2 separate regions of the Oryctolagus cuniculus genome follow, and region 1 is linked to region 2. Evidence: chromatin contacts called from public Micro-C data. All regions are on one chromosome and are shown on one strand. The core of a region is the stretch at or near the end of the contact, and the rest is flanking DNA. Distances in the headings are between cores, read along the strand shown. Region 1 has its middle 22 kb from the start of MIF4GD. Region 2 holds the start of TSEN54 (tRNA splicing endonuclease subunit 54).

Evidence for each region. A called contact is a pair of places that touch in the nucleus more often than the background predicts.
Region 1: a contact with region 2 is called in a Micro-C map of ear pinna, with 2.7 times the contacts expected there. The contact joins the enhancer-like site here to the promoter of TSEN54 in region 2. A contact is called at or near these places in 3 of 6 Hi-C or Micro-C datasets (ear pinna, psoas muscle and an unstated tissue).

The regions. Positions count from the first base shown.
Region 1 is chr17:5,233,867-5,236,566 of mOryCun1.1, reverse strand. No RefSeq gene overlaps it. Among named protein-coding and RNA genes, the nearest start is that of MIF4GD, 22 kb to the left of the region's middle. Within about 2 kb of position 1,321, at least 1 of the 8 cell types and tissues checked has an H3K27ac peak or open chromatin away from gene starts, as enhancers often do. A contact at or near this core is called in ear pinna, where this site is marked.
Region 2 is chr17:5,058,448-5,061,147 of mOryCun1.1, reverse strand. It overlaps TSEN54 (tRNA splicing endonuclease subunit 54), which reads left to right and starts at 1,447. Exons shown (of 11, transcript XM_070060323.1): 1 at 1,447-2,278; 2 at 2,375-2,539; 3 at 2,636-2,699. The coding sequence starts at 2,217. It overlaps CASKIN2 (CASK interacting protein 2), which reads right to left and starts at 1,320. Exons shown (of 18, transcript XM_070060317.1): 1 at 1,114-1,320; 2 at 1-20.

The sequences.
Region 1 (2,700 bases), core at 72-2,571, 180 kb before region 2:
GCCTGGGCGGTGAGCACACTGCTCATCTGCCTCGGGGCTGGTGGCTGCGGTGCTTGGCCTGGAACCAAGGGGACAAAGTTTAAGAAGCTTCCAAAGCAACACACAGATGTCCCCAAGCATCCCTCTCTTCTTGAGGGCCAAACAGGACAGAGAACGGGGGCTCCGTCTCAAGGTGCAGTATTTCCACTCCACTTCCACCGTCCCTGGTTACTCAGGGACTTCGACCAAGCACAGCGGCTTGGCCTCAGCACCTACCCGTAAGCAGGTCGAGGGGAATGAGTGGCAAAGGCAGCAGACCATCTGTGCCCAGGCCCTTTGTCTAAAAGGCCACACGAGCAGCCCTCGTGCCAGCTCCTCCACGAGTGTCTGAAGATAAGCCTGCTGCAGGCTCCCAGTTTGCCAAGTCAGAGCGCCAGCGACCAGCAGGGCCTCCCTAGAGTGAGCTCAGTAAGAGCGACCCCAGGCCACCTGCCCCCCCCCCCCCCCCCACGGAGCTATTCCAAGGCTCAACATGCAGCCAGGGGAATGCTGGGGGATGTGGGAGACTCCAGGTTCCTTCCCAGGAATTACGGATCCATGAGGAGGGCATCCAGTCCCCAAGAACTCTGCGACCAAATGACAATTTCCCTGTTCACCTAACGCACTCGACAGGGAGAGACCGAGCAAGAGGTCTCAAGATACAGCGCAGTGACAACACCGTGTTGTCACTTAATGGGGGGACCTCCTCTCAGCTTCACGGCAGCCCAGAGGGCCGAGGGGCTGGCAGCTTCCTCAGACGTTTCTGTAGGGCAGGGGGGGCAGTGGCTCTAGCGCCCAGCAGCGGAGCCATCTGGGTGGCGCCTGAGGTTCGCTCAGGAACCAGAGGCGGGCGGCGTGGTGGTGCAGGAGCAGCCCCACTCCTCCTTGGAGGTGCTGGTTCCAGTCGCAGCCGCTCAGCCGCCACTCCAGCTTCCTGATGCACAACCCGGAAAGCAGACGATGGCTCCAGGGCAAGTTCCTGTTCCTCCCACGGGAGACCCGCCAGGGAGTTTCCGCTTGCTGCCCTTGGCCTGGCCAGCCCTGGCTGTTGGGGCATTCGGGGAGTGGACAAGCAGATGGAAGCTCTTTGCCTCTCAAATAGCTTAAAAACAAAACAACAACAACAAAAAAACAAGAACGAACAAAAAACCCAAACTAGATGAGAACACTTGCAGAAATTCCTTGGATTTCTTTTTCATGTCTGTCTGGTCTACTGTAGGCAGAGCTTCGTGTGGTCCAACAGGCCTCACCCTGAGCAGCCTGCGGGGAGGCACGTCTCAGGCCGAGCTGCTGGGAGCCCCTTCCTCCCAGGTGTCCGTCCTCTCCTTCAACAGAGAGGAAGTGCAGAACCAACAGCCGAGCTCTCTGTCGCTCTACGCCGGCTTCTTGAGGGTGGCCTGCGGCTTGTCCACACCAGCAGCACCAAGGACTCCTCCCTGCACCTCAACCAAACTGTCCTGAGTCTGCACTGTTAACTAGCTTTCCCAAAATCTTTTTTTTAAAGATTTATTTACTTGAAAAGGCAGAGTTACAGAGGACAGCGAGAGGTCTTCCATCTGCGCGTTCACTCCCCAAATGGCTGCAACGGCAGGAGATGGGCCAATCCGAAGCCAGGAGCCAGGAGCTTTTTCTGGGTCTGCTACACGGGTGCAGGGGCCCAAGCACTTGGGCCATCTTCCACTGCTTCCTGGGCCATCAGCAGGGAGCTGGATAGAACTGGAGCAGCCCAGTTGGGATGCCGGCGTGGCAGGTGGAGGCTCAACCCACCACGCCACAGTGACAGGGCTGGCATCACTCCCGAGAGGCCCCGACTGCCTGACCTTACACCTTACGCAGTTTCCAAATTTTTACATAAAATGAAGCAAGGGGGAGCAAAAAGAAGCAGAATGAAGAATTCATTGTACGTTTATTATTCACAGTTAATCACTACCTACCAAGTGCCACCCGCAGAGTTACAGGATTACGTACATAGGTCTTTTTAGTTAAACACGGATTTGTTTTTAAATATATACACACAAAACTTAGTTCAGCAAGGCTTCATGATATACACCAACTCCAAAATAAAACAATCAGACGGTCCAGGTGTGGACGCCAGGTGTTCCTTTGATCAGCAACGCGGGAGGGAGGGCGGGAGCAGTCGGACGGGAGCCAGGAGAGGCGTGAACATGCTCTGTCCACAGGAGCAGCGGCCTCCAGGCCTCCGGGACCCGCAGGCTGAGTCTGTTTCCACACCACAGTCTGGGGAGATGCCACTGAAGGGTCACAGAGGCCCAAGGCCACCAGCACTCCCAGGGAGGGAAAGCAGCAGCCTCGTCCGTGTCCTGGGGAGGAAAAGCCCACGAGCCCAAACGACAAGGGACGGAGAGCTGACACGGAGAGCTTAGAGGGGCTCCAGCCTCTGTCTTCCCAGCGCCCCCCCCCCCCCCCCCCGGGTGGGGATGGTGCTGGGGGCCGGCCTGCTGCGAACGGGACAAGGAACAGTGTGTCCCAGCTTTTGCACACTGCCCTGCTGCTCACCTGGACAGGTGAGGGGACACAAAAGGTGAGAGCCATGACCTAATGTCAGGAGCAAGAAAAACACAAATACTCTCCTTCTGCAACCTAACGCAGGCCCACAGTCCCACCTGCCGCAGCTCAAGAACAGCAGCCTAACAGCACTTCCTCCACTGGCTCTCCTGTGTC
Region 2 (2,700 bases), core at 198-2,697:
GCCGACAGCCGGGCCGGAGCCTGCAAGGGTCCCGGATTCGGGGCAGAGACTGAGCCAGACTGGACAGGACTGCCGGGGAACTCCCCCCCACCCCACCCCCCGCAAAAATATAAACCCCACCCTGGCAGCCCCTCGGCGGGAAAGGAGGGGCCGAGCCACACCAAGAGGAAAGGGAGCCGCCATGCCCGCCCAGTGTGTGTAGGGGGGAGGTGGCATTTGGGAGGGGGAGGCTGAGTCACCGTGGCCCTGGGGCACCTGGCAGCACCTCAACCTTGGGCAGGAGGGGCCTTGGCAGCACGACACACACGGGCAGGCCACGCCAGCAGCCCGCGGCACCAGCACCCACAAACAACTGTTGGTCCAGGGGGTGGGGCTGGGCAGGGGTCACTCCCGGGAGCCGCGCCTGCCCCCAGCTTCCCCCCTACCTGGGCTCACCTTCCCAGCAGGGCGTCCAGCCCCAGGGGGTGGAGGGGGCCCCTACGGCTCCCCCATTTCCGGGGGCAGGTTTACACGCTGGGCTGAGAAGCCTCCCAGCACCTGTTGCTGGCCCAGCCTCACCCCCGTGTGGGGCTGGGGAGCAGCTGGGACTGGGGACAGACACGGAGCCGGGCGCCGCCGGCCCCTGGGGCTCCCGCGCCCACCCCCCAGCCTGAACCCGACGCCCGGACCCTCGGCTTCTCCGCAGAAAGGCTTACGTCAGTTCCTCAGTGGCGGCGAGTTTGCTGCCAGAGACTTGCGGCAGGAGACCCGCGAAGGCCTGGGGGCCCCGGCCGGGAGCCCCTCACTCCCCACGCGCGCCGAGCCCAAGCCCAGGGCACCCGCCTCGGGGCCCGCGGCCCGCGCCAGGGCGGGGAAGGCGCGGCGGGCAGTGCCCAGGGTCCGGCCGGCTCCCCCGCCCCCCGGAATGCCCCTCCAGCGCCGCAGCCCCCGGCCGAGCCCGGCCCTGCCCCGGGAACAAAGCGGCGGGAGGCACCGGGAGGCAGATGCGGGAGGACGGAAAAGAGGGGGCGCGCGGGGGGCGCGCAGAGCACGGGCGCCCGCCGCTCCCGCACGAAAAGTTAGTTAGTGCCCGCCCCCGAGGGTGCCGACCCCAGCCCCGTCCCGCAGGCTCACCTCTCCCCCGCCGCCCCGCCGGGGGTCCGGCTGGCCCCGCTCGGCCCCTGGCACTCGGGACGCTGGCTCCCGCGGCGCCCCTGCCCCCTTTCTCCTCCTTTGCCACGGCCGGCTCAGCGCCTCCCGCAGGAAATCCCGCCCCTCCCCCCTCCCGCCGGATCGGGAGCGGAGGGACCGTCCCGGCCGCGCAGTCGGGCTGTCAGTCAGCGCCCGCGGCCCCGCCCCCAGCGCGCCGGCCCCGCCCCCGTCGCGCCAGTCCGGACCCGGGGCGCCGGCTGGATCGGCGCATGCGCGCAGGTGAACCGCAGCGGGGGGACTGGGGGCGAGCCTTCGCGCCGCTGCGTCTGGGCTGTGCAGCCGGGGCGACACGGGGCTGTAGGATCCAGACTCCAGGAGGAGCTGCCCGGGGTGTGGCCGGCGAGGTCGCAGGACCCTCCTTGGGGAGTCCTGTTCCTCCACGCCCCTCGCCCCTCGCGGGGGCTCCCGCGGCGACCTCCGCGCGCGGAGTCGGGGACCCACAGCCGCTGGCCGGAGCAATGGTGCCACCTAGCGGACGGTGCCGGCGCGGCCCACGGGGCGGCCGCGGGGACCCCACCCTTGAGGAGGTGCCGCAGGAGGACTGGGGCGGCGCTTCAGCACCATCGTGGGCCGGACAGCGCCCCCCACCCGCGGGAACGGGCCTCAGCGCTCCCCTGAAAGGGGCCCAAGAGCCAGCAAGAACCCCGAACCTCCCCGGACCGCCCCAGACCACCCTTGGTTTGCAAAGCGCTCGGTCCCTGGAGCCCCCTCCCCTACTTGCCCAGAGCAGCGCAGGGCCGCGGAGGGGAGGGTCCCACGTGTGACTAGCCACGCAGCTCTTCCGGACGCCCATCGCTCAGGTGTCACTCGAAGGGAGCTCCGAGGGGTCCTGCGCGCCCAGAAACCTGCAAGCTCAACTCCCTAGCCCAGGGAGTCCCGGCACGTGGGGTCGGGCCGGCGCTAGGACCCAGCACAGCCGGGAGTCCGGCGGGTCCTGGGAGGCGGCGCGGGGGAATCCGCGGGCGCTAGGGCCGCGCGGAGTGCCGGCGCGGGGCGGGGCGCGCGCAGGCGCACTCGGCGGCTGCATGGAGCCGGAGCCGGAGCCGGAGCCCGCGACCGTGGAGGTGCCCGCGGGGCGCGTGCTGAGGTTCGCCGTGGGGCGGGCAGGCTGCGGGGCGGGCGCGGCTAGGGGCACGCGGGCCCCGGCCGCGCGGCGCTGACGGCGCGTCCTCTGCTCCCCCAGCGCCCGGGAACTGCTCGCCGCCCGCTCGCGGCCCCAGAAGCTGCCCCAGCGGTCGCATGGCCCCAAGGACTTCGTCCCCGACGGCTCGGCGGCCCAGGCCAAGCGCCTGCGCCGGTGTCGCGAGGAGCTGTGGGGACTGCTGGCCGAGGAGCGCGTGGAGCGCGTGTGAGGGGGCGGGCGCGCCCGGGGCGGGCGGCGGGCGGGAGGGCGCGCGGGCACTCGCGGGCGGCCCGAGACCCACGAGTCCCCGCCGCCCGGCAGGGGCAGCTTGGTGGCCGCCGAGTGGAGAGCGGAAGAGGGCTTCGTGGAGCTGACGTCCCCTGCGG